Regions from separate parts of the Mus musculus genome. Here region 1 is linked to region 2. Evidence: chromatin contacts called from public Hi-C data. All regions are on one chromosome and are shown on one strand. The core of a region is the stretch at or near the end of the contact, and the rest is flanking DNA. Distances in the headings are between cores, read along the strand shown. Region 1 overlaps Depdc5 (DEP domain containing 5). Region 2 holds the start of Prr14l (proline rich 14-like).

Region 1 (7,001 bases), core at 930-3,429, 87 kb after region 2:
TGGCTTGCTCAGCCTGCTTTCTTCTTATAAAACCCAGGACCACCAGCCCAGGGATGGCCCCACCCACAATGAGCTGGTCCTCCCCCACCAATCACTAATTAAGAAACTGCTTGGTAGGCTTGCCTACAGCCAGATCTCATGGAGACATTTGCTCACTGAGGCTCCCTTCTGTCTGATGACTATAGCTTATGTCAAGTTGACATAGAAACCAACTGGCACTTCAGCCCTTTTGAGGGTGGTGCAGCTCAGTGGTAGCATGCTTGTTGAGCATGCATTAGGCCCTGGGTTCCATCACTAGCACCCAAACACAGAGAAACAACAATGGCAAAGAAAACCATTTCAGTTAGGTTTGGTGGCCCAAACATGGTGAGATACATGTCAGCATCCGCTACAAAGTAATTCCCTATTCCAAAACCAGCACAGAAGACCCAACTCTAAGAGCTGGAGAGATGGCTCAGTGGTTAAGAGCACTGGCTGCTTTGCAGAAGGCCCTGGTCTCTCGTTCCTAGCTTTCACATGGTGGCTTACTGCCAGTGGTACACATACTGTTAATCCCACTAAAGAAGAGTAAAACCATTACCCAAATTCTTTGTTCAAATTAAGTAAACTTTATTTTCTGTCAGACTGGGCTATATCCCTAAAGCAGGCTTTTGGAAAAATATCATCAAACACAGGAGGAGGTGGGGTTTATAAAGCCATATAGCCAAAAACAAAAGAAAACAAAAAATCACTATAAGAATAGGGGGGTTGAGGAATTTCCAGAGGAATTTTGGTTACATACAAACTTGGCTAAGCAGTTCAAAACTATTTGGAAGAACATCTTATCAGGGTACATTCAAGGTGTGATTGAAACTTCATAAGGTGGGGAACATCTGGTTAAAGCACTGTCAACTTGAAATTTTCAGCAAACAACAATGAACTTGTTCTGACCTTGTAACAGAATGGCTTCCATCCTTAAGGTAGAATTAGGCTGATCCATCAATACATTCAGGCAGACACTGATACAAATAAAAGTAAGATAAATATTTTCTAAAAAACCTAATTCTTCTTTTTGAGACAGGGTTTCTCTGTGGAGGCCTGGAACTCTAGACCAGGATGATTCAAACTTACAGGGTTCTCTGCCTGTTTTTGCCTCCCAAGTGCCATGATTAAAGATGGTCAACCTCCTCCTCCTCCTCCTTTTTTTTTTTTTTTTTTTTTCCAGACAGGGTTTCTCTGTGTAGCCCTGGCTGTCCTGGAACTCACTCTGTAGACCAGGCTGGCCTCGAACTCAGAGATTCGCCTGCCTCTGCCTCCCAAGTGCTGGGATTAAAGGCGTGCACCACCACTGCCCGGCCAACCTGATTCTTCTTTATCTCCCTCTCCCTCCCTCTCTTCTTCTCCCTCTCCTTGTCCCTGTCCCTCTCCCCATCCCTCCATCCCTTCCTCTTTCTGTTTTCTGAGACAGGGTTTTACTGTCCAGCCTTTTATAGACTCTGGCTGGACTATAACTCACTTTATAAACCAGGCAGGCTCATCTCAAACCCAAAGATCTACTTTTTCCTCCCTTTGAAGTGGTGGCATTTAAGGTATGCACCCTTTTGCCTTACAATTCTCTTTTTTAAAAAAAGAGGATATGACTAATTTTAAGCAGGATATAGTTTGGTTTAGACAACTAGGAGTAGCAGAAGGCCAAGTTAATATTTAGTTATCAAGTATATAGTGAATGTTCTAAACCTGGAAGTGGGTATTTAATTGTTTTTAGTGTTGCACCTCCCTGTTCTCAGATGGTGCCTAAATCTAAGTTTACTGTTTGTTTGTTTGTTTGTTTGTTTGTTTGTTTGTTTTTAAATGTATATATGGAGTGACACAGTCCATTGTGGCCAGGGAGGGGCATAAAAATCCCCCAGAGCTAGAGTTATACAAGCAGTTGTGAGAGGTCAGTATGAGTGCTGGGACCAAACGAGGTCTTTAGGAATAGTGACATGTGCTCTGAACTACTGAGCATCTCTCCAGCACGCTAAGTTTTTATGTGTGTCTTTGTCTTTTTTCTTTTTCCGGCACTGGGACGAAACCCAGGACCTCAATCGTAGTAGACAAGTTCTCTATTCATTTACATTCGCCTGAGTCTATGTTCATCTTTCTTCTTAATTACTGATGCTTAGTGACCTGATTCAAGCATGAGTCACCCATTAGTGGCTAGCAAGTGACCCTAACTGAGAAAGAGCCAAGTTGTGGAGAACGCATCTCAAATAAGTGTAATGGGGAGTGAATGTGGGTGCCTGCAGCTGGAAAGCAATAATCACTTCCTGAAATAGTCCGTGAGCTGTCTTGGTCTCTGGCTTCGTTGTTGCTAATGAAGCCTCCACTTCCCTATTTGGCCATTGTAAAACTTCAGATCATTGTTGGTTCTGGTAAAGCTCTTCTGGCCAGGAAATTAAAGAAGTGTGGATCTGGTGTATGGACTTAGTTGGCAGCTAGTCCAAGCCTGTAGATGAATATTTTCTTAGAAAGCGAATATTTTCTTAGAAAGCGCCTCTGACATTTGTTACACGCTGCCTTCTTTTCATATTGTACACTCTCTTGGTTTGGTTTTGTGTTTGTTTGTTTGGTTGGTTGGTTGGTTGGTTGGTTGGTTTGGTTTTTCGAGACATGGTTTCTCTGTGTAGCCCTGGCTCTCTTGGAACTCACTCTGTAGACCAGGCTGGCCTCGAACTCAGAAATCCTCCTGCCTCTGCCTCCCAAGTGCTGGGATTAAAGGTGTACACCACCACGCCCGGCTATGAATTGACTTTTTTATGTCACTGCCACATCTAGCCTGCTTTTGAATGGATAGTGAATGTCCCTTGTGAGTGTGTAATTCTAGTGTCCAGTCTGGTCTTGACTGATTTGTGACCCTCATTTTTCATGGCTAGTTGTCAGAGGAAAACTCTTATTTCCCTGGTAATAAAAATCACTGATATCCTGTTACTATTGTTGTTACTTGGAAAGTTGCTTTCATAGCCAAGTCATGCATCTCCCTTGTTTCAGGTTCACTGACCGCAGGGGGAAGCTAGCTCTTGTTCCAGCAGAATCTTGGGGGAGGCACACATTAACGTTACTCCAAATACATGTTTGCTTACTGGGTTGCTCGTAGTTGGGATGAGCTGTGGGAGCTGAGCTGGGTGCTGTGATCCATAGCCGCTGATGCTTTTCCTGACAGCCAGTAGGCTGTCTACAGCAGAAGTGAAGGAGTGCGTCAGGGGTACTCTGTTCAGTTGCAGTCAGAATTCTCTCAGACTCTACTGCCCTTTCTCCTCCTGAGGACTTCTAAGTGACCTGCCACCATGTGACCATTTCTCTGAGCTGAGCAGGAGAGAGCAGCATACTCTATTTGCAGGTCATGAGGATCTTGCCCAGGCTTTGCTGCTGTTCTTTGTTTGTTGGTTGGTTATTGTTTGTTTGAGACAGGGTTTCTCTATAGCCCTGGCTGTCCTGGAACTCACTCTGTAGACCAGGCTGGCCTCAAACTCAGAGATCTGCCTGCCTCTGCTCCCTAAGTATTGGTATTAAAGGCGTGTGCCAGCACTGCCCGACTGGCTTGGTTGTTCTTTATAGCACAGTTTTATTCTTTTGAACACTTGTTATGTTTCTGATTCCTTGTCATTCCCCACTCTGCTGTGTTTAATTCCATTAAACACCTACTCTGGGCAAGGCCTTTTAGTAGGAGCTAATATAAAGATAAACTATATTTATATTCGGCCTCTTGGAACTTTATTTTAAATTTAAATTAAATTTAATTTAATTTATTCTTGAGACAGGGATTCACCATATTGCCTAGTTTTGCCTCAAATTTCAAGACTCAAGCAGTCTGCCTGTCTTGGTGTCCTGGGTTGCTGGAGCTATAGATATGCACTACAGTGCCTGAGAGAGACACATACTTAACGTACTGCATATAAGATATTCACAAGGCTAGTGATATCTGGCAGCTTTCCTCAGGAGTTTACCTTTGATGGTGATATTAAGTTATCTATAAGATGGGCTGGAGAGATGGCTCAGCCAGTGAGGGCACTTAAACTGTTGTGCTTGACGATCTGAGTAAGTTTGATCCCCAGAACCCACATATAGGACAAATTGTGTTCTGACTTCCACACATGCATCCTATAGTTTGCATATGTTCTTGTACTCATGCACATATATATATAAAAAAAAGTAAATGTGAACAAATTTTATTAATCCATAAGATTTTAGTTAGTGGCTCAGGAAGAGAATGCAGAAGCAGTGTCCAAGCAGATGCGTAGGCACAAAAATTGCATAAATAATTAAGTGTTCCTGTCAGACTAAAGCTGGGAGGAGCTGTGGGGCTGTTGGAGCACAGACCAGAAGGTGAAGACTTCCAGCCTGGGGTGAGGACCTAGATATGCTCAGGTGGAGTGGAGTTTCATCTTAATCCCACACGTTTCTCCAAACCTATTACCGTTTCCTCCAGAGGGCTGTGCATCAGGGTGGGAGTATGGCATCTGGGTGCTTATAGCATCTCTGATTGCTATTAGTTGGTTTAATAACAGAAATATCTGACCGTTTCTGCAATTTTATTTTTTAACCAAGGATGATGCTTCTGTGACTTGCCTCTGAAAACATTTGCTTCTTCTTTTGTTTCTCTTTATCTGTACCTTTGTGGATAAACGCAATCATTTTCTCTACTAGGCCTTGTGTCCCGAAATCGCCCTGAGGAGGAAGGCCAGTATTGGTTAAGTATGGGCAGAACTTTCCATAAGGTGACACTCAAGGACAAGATGATCACAGTAACTCGTTACCTTCCCAAGTGAGTCCTTGGATGTTTACCGTCCTTGGTGACCATCTTGAATTTTGTCTATCCACTAAATTATGTGTATAAAACTATGTGCATAAAAAATAGAATGAGCTGAACGTAGTAGCGCACACCTATAATCCCAGCACTCGGGAGGCAGGGCAGAGGCAGGGCAGAGGCAGGCGGATTTCTGAGTTCTGAGGCCAGCCTGGTCTACAAAGTGAGTTCCAGGACAGCCAGGGCTACACAGAGAAACCCTGTCTTGGGGGGGGTGGGGGGAAGAATGAGTACCTTAGAATTTTGGCTTTGCCTTAAAATAAACTTTAAGTTTATAGTTTACTGCTTCCAAAAGGCAACTGCTCAGTTTATAAAGCTTAGCATGATTCACATCAAGCATATTAAAAATCAAAGGATGAATGTAAGAAGAGAATGATAAGTTTAAGAAGATCTGAGAAATGTTCATTACAGTCTCATGGGATGAACTGATTTCTGTGTTTGGGGACTGAGCCCAGTTAGTACCGAGTACAGTGAGACAGAAAAGGGTGGTGGTGGCAGTGGGGGTGGTGGTCATGGTGGCAGTGAGGGGGGTGGTCTACAGGTTGCTTTTAAGTATCCAGGCATACCTTTGTTTTTCAGGTACCCTTATGAATCTGCCCAGATCCATTACACCTACAGCCTCTGCCCTTCCCACTCTGACTCGGAGTTTGTCTCCTGTTGGGTGGATTTCTGCCACGAACGGCTCGAGGAATACAAGTGGAATTACTTAGATCAGTATATTTGTTCTGCTGGCTCTGAAGACTTCAGGTGAGACAGCAGCTTTAACTTCCCATTCCTGCTGCTTTGGGTATGTGCATCTTTTAACACATGTGTCCTTGCCTGATGTCTGTTTTGTTTTCCCTAAAATTGGAAGAACAGAGCATACCTGCCTATGGCTATTGGTGATAGTTATGTAACAGTGTAAATCTACTCAGCCATTGACATACACACTAAAGTGGGTTAAAGTGATATATTGTATCGTGTATGTTTTATTGCAGTTGGAAGGAGACGCTCAGTCCCATTGTGCCCTTTGGTGCAAGTGTCAGCATAGAGTATGGACTCAGTGAAGGACCTTATGCTTCTACAGATGCAGGGTGTGCCTGAGGCTGCCCATCTGCAGCTAGGATTCAGCATTGGTTTATGTACATTAATAGTCTTTGTGTGTTCACATGTGTTCTTGTATACAGATCTATACATTTTTAGCAAACATAGGATTATATTACCACATGGTTTCAGCATTTTATTCCCTTGCTGTCTAGTAGCCTTGTGGTTGTGGTCGTCTCATGTATAATGTTTTAACTTTTCTGTATGCTTTGCAATTGATTGTGGATAGCTGCTTCACTGGGGGTGGGTACACAGAGGCGTTGTGATGGCTCTGGGGTTAGAGCAGAAGTCACCTTGTAGTCTTCCTTGTGGTTTTGTGTCTAGTGTCTTAAGCAAAGCCACGAGGGGCAGCAAAGCAGGACTATCTTGCACCAGCTTCAGAGAGCTCCCTGGAAGGACTCTTATTACCTACTTTTTCTCACCACCACTCTGTTACCCTTGACTTTAGCTTAATCGAGTCTCTGAAGTTCTGGAGAACCCGATTTTTACTACTGCCAGCCTGTGTTACTGCCACCAAGCGCATCACAGAAGGGGAGGTGCACTGTGACATCTATGGGGACAAACCCCGTGCAGATGAAGATGAGTGGCAGCTTCTAGATGGCTTTATTCGCTTTGTAGAGGGCTTAAATCGCATCCGCAGGCGCCACCGCTCAGACCGCATGATTCGGGTAAGGATTCCTAGAGCTCCTGGGGCTACAACTTGCCTGGGGTGCAGGCGCGGCCTCCTGTTCTCTCCCCAGCCAGGTGATGTATCCCATGACTACCCAACATGTGTCTGAAACTGCAGTCGTTACCTGTTGAAGGATGAAAGAGAGGACATTGGTGCCAACAGTGACTGGACATTGCTTTATGACTAGCTGTCCCTTCTGCCTGAGAACAGAGCACCTATTGTGTAATCCCCAAGTGGGGCCCAGGATCAGGCACAGCAGTACTGAATTGCAGAGTAAAAGCTCTTGAGAGGATAACAGCAGCAGGCCTTCGTTTTACATCGTGTCCATCACTTTCATTTCAATCAAACACTGCCACTCAGTGGAGAAACTGAGGCTTATGAAGGCTACAGGTTAGACCTGAGACCACCAGGCAATAGCAGGCA
Region 2 (6,224 bases), core at 1,228-3,727:
CCCCAATAATCCCTCCTCTTGAACTGGAATGTACAGACCCTGTTAACAACAGTGAGCACTGCCATGCTTGTGTCAAGAAACAAGACTCACAAGAATGATCACGCCCTGAGTTCACAGCACTCCTCTCACCTTGAGAAAAGGGCTTTCTTTTCCAAAGATTCAGATCCTGCAGCCAGCCCCTCCATAAGGGACATTCAGACACTGTATCCAATTCTTCCATGAGGGAATTTGGAGAAGAGGCCTCCTCTTGAGGGACAGAAAAAGAAGAATCTTTTACTAGGCCCTCCCTAGACCAGGAGTGGTGGCTCACACCAGTGGTTCTAACACTCAGGAAGAGGCCAACGCGAGAAGGCTGTGGAGGACAGACTGAGATACACAGTGAGTGTTAGGCCAGCTAGGGCTACATAGCTAGATCCTGTCTCAAAGGAAAAACAAACCACTAATCAAGATCTCAACACAAACTGAAAGCAAGACCAGGAAGAATATCATCACACGGGACCCAGCTCTTAGATGGGAAGTGTGTGTGCAGGGAATCTCTTAAGGCATCAAGGCTGTTTTCCTTTCCCTTTTTATTAACATGCAGAAAAAGCAATCCATCTCTCAACAGAGGCTTAAACTGAAAACGCTCTTGACGTCTACTGACAAAAGACACCACATATGAAAGACGTTCATGTATTTATCCAAGGGGGAGGGGTAGGAAGCCATCTACAACGCTTTACATACTGGAAAAGGACAGTCTTTTACTTTGGAGAGCTGGAGGCTGAAGAGGATGTGTAGATAAGGGGAAGGTTTGTTTTTTTGTTTTTTTTTTTTTGTTTTGTTTTTTTTTTTTTGCCAACAAAAGCAACTGAAGAGAGAGGAGATCTAGACAGATTTGGTGGACAAAGAACGTCTGGCTTCTGGCACCACGTTTCCTTCCCTCTTAAGACTCTTAATGAAGAGATGGAGGCAGGAAGATCAGAGGCTTGGCTACATAGCAAATCTGAAGCCAGCACAGCCTACATGAGAGCTTGTCTCAAAACAAAACATAAAGTGGCACATGGTGGTGCATGCCTGAACTAGGAGTGTCCTATAAAGTGAGAAAAGATTGGGGCAGAGGCAGGCGGATTTCTGAGTTCCAGGCCAGCCTGGTCTACAAAGTGAGTTCCAGGACAGCCAGGGCTACAGAGAAACCCTGTCTCAAAAAAAAAAAAAAAAAAAAAGATTATTGGGGGGACTAGAGGCTAGCCTTGACTACCTACCTAGTTTGAGCCCGAGCTATAAAAAAAAAATCCCTCAAATCAAAATAATAAACAGGTAAAGTGCTAACATGTTTCCAAAACTTACTATTTCTTTCCCTGATTTTCACCAAGGCTCTCTGTTAACTTAGGGAGTAGAGTACAGCAAGATCCAAAGTGAGAGGAAGAATACTGTATCTTAGGAGCAGGGAAAGCCTTTCTGGTGGAAAGAGGGTTGCAATTTGTGATGGAGGATACATTCATGCCAATAACAGTTTCTCTGAGGACATGACTTTTCTTTCTTAATATATCAATACTAACAACTGACCAAACGTTCACTGTGCACCAAGCATTTTCCACAAAAGTTCCCTTGAGCCCTCATGACAATTCAGAGAAAAAAAAGTACCCAGGTTAAGGATGGGCTGCAACTGACAGGGGATGAGGCAAGGTCATGAGGATGTTAAGTGGGAGATACAAACTTGCAAATATCACACTCCAAAAGAGGAGCAGCAGCTCAATCAATACTAAGAGACTTAATAAAAACACAAAAACCAAAGCTCCCTTGGTGGACATGACTGGGGGAAGGGGAGAAAAGCTGACTTACGATATCATAAATTCAGGGCCTCCCTCTATCTTGGGGTGAAAGTGAAAAATAAAGGATCGAGAGATCTGTTTCTTGCAGATAGGATACCTCTGTCACTTTTGGGAAAGTTGAGAACCTCCTTCACTTGGAAGACGCTGACCAAAGTGGGGGTCGCTCTTTTGAATAAAGAATTCCCCTTGGCACCATAAACGGGTCTCCCTTCGCTGACAAATCGACCAGAGCCGAGGAAAGGCGTATACCAACAAGGGGCGTCGTCCTCTCCAAGGAGAGAGAAGTTGGGGGTCCCCTGCAGATGAAGGTTGAATGGGAGCCTCCTTCCCCTGGAACCAGGACTCCGAGAAGCTGTTTTCTCCCAGGGACGTAGAGCCTGATCTCCTGGATGTCTGTGGGTGTTTGTCACTAACAGCACTGCTTCGGTGCCCTTCGGCTCCCTGAAAGGCTGGGGGCCCGGACCCCCTTTAGTCAGCACCGTCCGGCGGAGGACCCCCAGGCGGTCGTGGGACTGCCCAGGCCTCTTACCCTGTGGCCTCCTCCACGGCTCGTGCTCATCCCTCCACTTTGGCGTCGGCTGCCTCCGTCCCTGCTGTCCCCGCCGCCGCCAACTCTACCAGATCTTCGGGAGCCGAGGCCCGAGGGCGCTCCAGCTTCCACCGCTTCCACAGTGCCCTCCCCCCCCACCTACCGCACTTCCTCATCCGGGGCCAAAGCCAGCCATGCGGACGGGTCTCGATCCCGCCCCCGCACGGCGCGCGCGCAATCCGGAGGGCGGCTCTTCCCGGCTGGTACCTCCACCCTCCGCTAGCTCCAGACACGCTCAGCCCCGCCCCCACCGCGTTGACTCTTAAAGAGAAACACATCGTTCTACCCAGTTCCTGTCTCAGACTGTTACCAGTGCTATGGTCCATATCTCTGAGGTGGACAGATGCCACTCTAGGGCCCTGTCTGCTTCCATCCTGGCAGATTGTGGGACCTTCTAATAACTATAATCAAAGGTTTAGGTCACACCATCCTCCTATTGCTTCTAATCACACTGAAATTCAAAAGATAACCCAGGAAAGTATTTGATTACACTTTGATTTTGTTTCATTGCCTCTCTAGCATTGAAGGTACCTCATTTTATCTGTGTTGCCTGTTTCTTTCCATCCTTGTCTGTTTTCTTTAGGACTCTATATTCATAGCACCTAAAGAAGTGTCTGGAAGAAATTACAATGGACCTGGCATTCCTTTAATCCCAGCACTTGGGAGGCAAAGGCAGGCGGATTTTTGAGTTCAAGGCCAGCCTGGTCTACAAAGAAAATTGAAATTACCTTTTCTTTGATTAGGATCTGCAGAGGAAACCAAGGCTTGGCTGCACGCTCCTTTAACCCCAAAAAGGCAGAAGACAGCCTGGTTTACATAGGATTTGATTTGAGTCAGGATCTTACTTTTTAGCTCAGGCAAGTCTGAAACTTGCTATGTGTGCCAGTCTAGCCTCAACTCTTGACCTTCCTGCCTTGACCTTTTGGATAAAGGGAAAATAGGCATGTGCGACCATGCTTGGCTTATTCGTTTTCTTAAGTCACATGAAAGTATTATTCATCTTACTAAATTTTTATTTTTATCCTTTTATCTCCTCTCTCTCTCTCTCTCTCTCTCTCTCTCTCTCTCGATAGGAAATATTGCAATAGGGTTCTCCCTATGTAGTCCAGGCTGACTTGGAACTCACTATTTAGATGTGGCTCGCCATCTTTTTTCTTTTTTTTTTCTTTTTTTTTTTTAAGTAGCCTCTTAAAATCTATCAACTTTTTGTTTGGTTATTTTTAGTTTTGAAGATAGTTTCTCTTTGTAGCCCTGGCTGTACTGAAACTTGCTCTGTAGATGAGGCTGGTCTCACACTCAAGAGATCTGCCTGCCTCTGCCTCCCAAGTGCTGGGATTAGAAATATGTGCCCTAGGGCTGGTGAGATGGCTCAGTGGGTAAGAGCACCCGACTGCTCTTCCAAAGGTCCAGAGTTCAAATCCCAGCAACCACATGGTGGCTCACAACCATCCGTGACAGGATCTGACTCCCTCTTCTGGTGTGTCTGAAGACAGCTACAGTGTACTAACATATAATAATAAAATAAATCTTTAAAAAAAAAAAAGAAATATGTGCCCTACCACCTGGCTTTTTTCTTTAAAACATACCCCCCCCACACTTTTTTTTTTTTTTAACAATCTCTCACTCAGACTGGCCGCAAACTCTTCCAGTGATGGGATTATATATACCACCATGGGAACTTTTGCTTATCATGCAATGGGAGACCCCTTGGCCCATTCCCAAATCCTCTACTGTTTTACAATGCTTTTGCTTTCAAAATAAAACAAAACAAATATATTTTTATATATTTTTTGGAAAATACTGGAAACCTATAGCTTGTTTAGTTAAAGCTGGGGAAAAACTAAAAAAGGTTCTGTGATGCCAGACTTGGTGGCGCACACCTTTAATCCCAGCACTCAGATGGCAGAGGCAGGCAGATTTCTGAGTTGGAGGCAGCCTGATCTACAAAGTGAGTTCCAGGACAGCCAGGGCTATACAGAGATACCCTGCCTCGAAAAAAACCAAAAAACCAAACAAACAAACAAAAAAAGGTTCTGTGATTAACTAGAGGCATTAATGATTCAGTGGTCTTCATGATTAGAAGACACACAGCAGGGTTGGAGAGATGGGTCAGCGGTTAAGAGCACTGACTGAACCAGGTGTAGTGGTGTACACTGTTAATCCCAGCACTCGGGAGGCAGAGACAGGCAGATTTCTGAGTTGGAGATCAGCCTGGTCTACAAAGTGAGTTCCAGGAGAGCCAGGGATGCACAGAGAAACCGTCTCGAAACCCTCCCCCCCCCCCGGAAAAAAAAAAAGAGCACTGACTGTTCTCCCGAAGGTCCTGAGTTCAAGTCTCAGCAACCACATGGTGGCTCACAACTACCAGTAATGAGATCTGATGACCTCTTGTGGTGCATCTGAAGACAGCTACAGTGTACTTACATATAATAAATAAATAAATCTTAAAAAAAAAAAAAGAAGACAACACAGCAGTGTTATGACCTGAAACCCTATCTCTAGTTATAAAATACTTACAGAATGAAGCAGGAGGTTGGTAGGATGACACAGCTCAAAAACAGGGCTGAAGTTTGATTGGGACAGAGAGTTTGCCCAGTATGTGTGAGGCCTGGGTCCCATCCCCAGCCTTAGCTGTCAGAGAAAGAAAGAAATGGAGAAGAGGCAAGTGCACTGGGCATGGTGGTTTGCTCCTATAAGCCCAGAACTTGGAGGGAAGCAGAGGTAGAAGGATTGTCATGAATTCAATGCCAGTCTGGTTACAGAGTGGAACTGTAATTCACCAAACTCTTCTTAAAGAGAAAGATGTCCCAACAAATAGGAACATTGGGACACTCTAGGTTTAGCATAATCAATGGCCTGGATAAGGTTGGGATCCCAGGGTTCCCCAGGCTAGCTAGTAGCCCTTAAGCTTTGGTAAGGTCCACAATTAGTAGTAGGGGTGGGACTACAGATGCATCACATCACATGGCTTCCTGTGATGAAAGTCTCAGGTTCTCAGGCTACCCACTTCACTGTCATCCCTGCAGGGTAGCTTATTTTACATTACAATTTTTTTTGGGGGTGGGGGGGTTGAGACAGGGTTTCTCTGTATAGCTCTGGCTGTCCTGGAGCTCACTTTGTAGACCAGGCTGGCCTCAAACTCAGAAATCCGCCTGCCTCTGCCTCCGAGTGCTGGGATTAAAGGCGTGCGCCACCACGCCCGGTTTACATTACAATTTTAAAGTAGCATTAAAACCATAGCTATTGTCACTGATTATTGGAGGGACATAGAAAGCTGGGGTTGTTTTCAGTGGTAGAGTTTGATTAGCCTGTACTGGTTTAGTTTTCAATCCCCATTTCCGGGGAAGAGCACTGGCCCCCAGGATTCAATTATCAGAATTGAATATCAACAACAACCAAAGGATCACAGAAACCTAGGAATATCTTAGGGTTTGGGTTGGTAGAGACCTGCACACTGGACACTTCCAAGTAGGAGGTATTCCGTATTCCGTTGTGGTAAATTTATTATCACCACCACCGCCCCTCTGCCCCCCCCCCGAGAAAGAGAGAGAGAGAGAGAGAGAGAGAGAGAGAGAGATTTCTCAGGGTGGCTTAATGGAGGCAGAAAAGAAGAAAGAGAGGTAAGTCTGACTTTAGGCAAGACTGTGTTTATTGGCAGACACACCGCAAAGTTGGGGGGATGGGGACACAATCTCAACCACATGGATGAATGGTCCATATGTCCCAAGCTATGCAGGAGAATCCCTCATCCCATGATAAGAGAATGTCCCACTCAATGCAGGAAGATGAGAGCATACCCTAGAAAGAAAGCTGAGATCTTTTTA

The links. Hi-C and Micro-C count contacts between places; a contact is called where the count stands out from the background.
Region 1: a contact with region 2 is called in a Hi-C map of the N1E-115 cell line, with 4 times the contacts expected there. The contact joins the enhancer-like site here to the promoter of Prr14l in region 2. A contact is called at or near these places in 1 of 39 promoter capture datasets (macrophages), 4 of 484 Hi-C or Micro-C datasets (the HPC-7 cell line, the N1E-115 cell line, muscle stem cells and 1 more), 4 of 115 datasets of contacts at active chromatin or transcription factors (double positive thymocytes, effector CD8 T cells, embryonic stem cells and 1 more) and 3 of 9 other capture datasets (adipose tissue, liver and pancreatic islet).

The regions. Positions count from the first base shown.
Region 1 is chr5:32,938,567-32,945,567 of GRCm38.p6, forward strand. It overlaps Depdc5 (DEP domain containing 5), which reads left to right. Exons shown (of 43, transcript NM_001170567.1): 28 at 4,666-4,783; 29 at 5,405-5,572; 30 at 6,357-6,576. Among named protein-coding and RNA genes, the nearest start is that of Ywhah, 77 kb to the right of the region's middle. Within about 2 kb of position 2,180, at least 29 of the 459 cell types and tissues checked have an H3K27ac peak or open chromatin away from gene starts, as enhancers often do. A contact at or near this core is called in the HPC-7 cell line, the N1E-115 cell line and pancreatic islet, where this site is marked.
Region 2 is chr5:32,851,753-32,857,976 of GRCm38.p6, forward strand. It overlaps Prr14l (proline rich 14-like), which reads right to left and starts at 2,478. Exons shown (of 11, transcript NM_194340.2): 1 at 2,341-2,478; 2 at 130-246.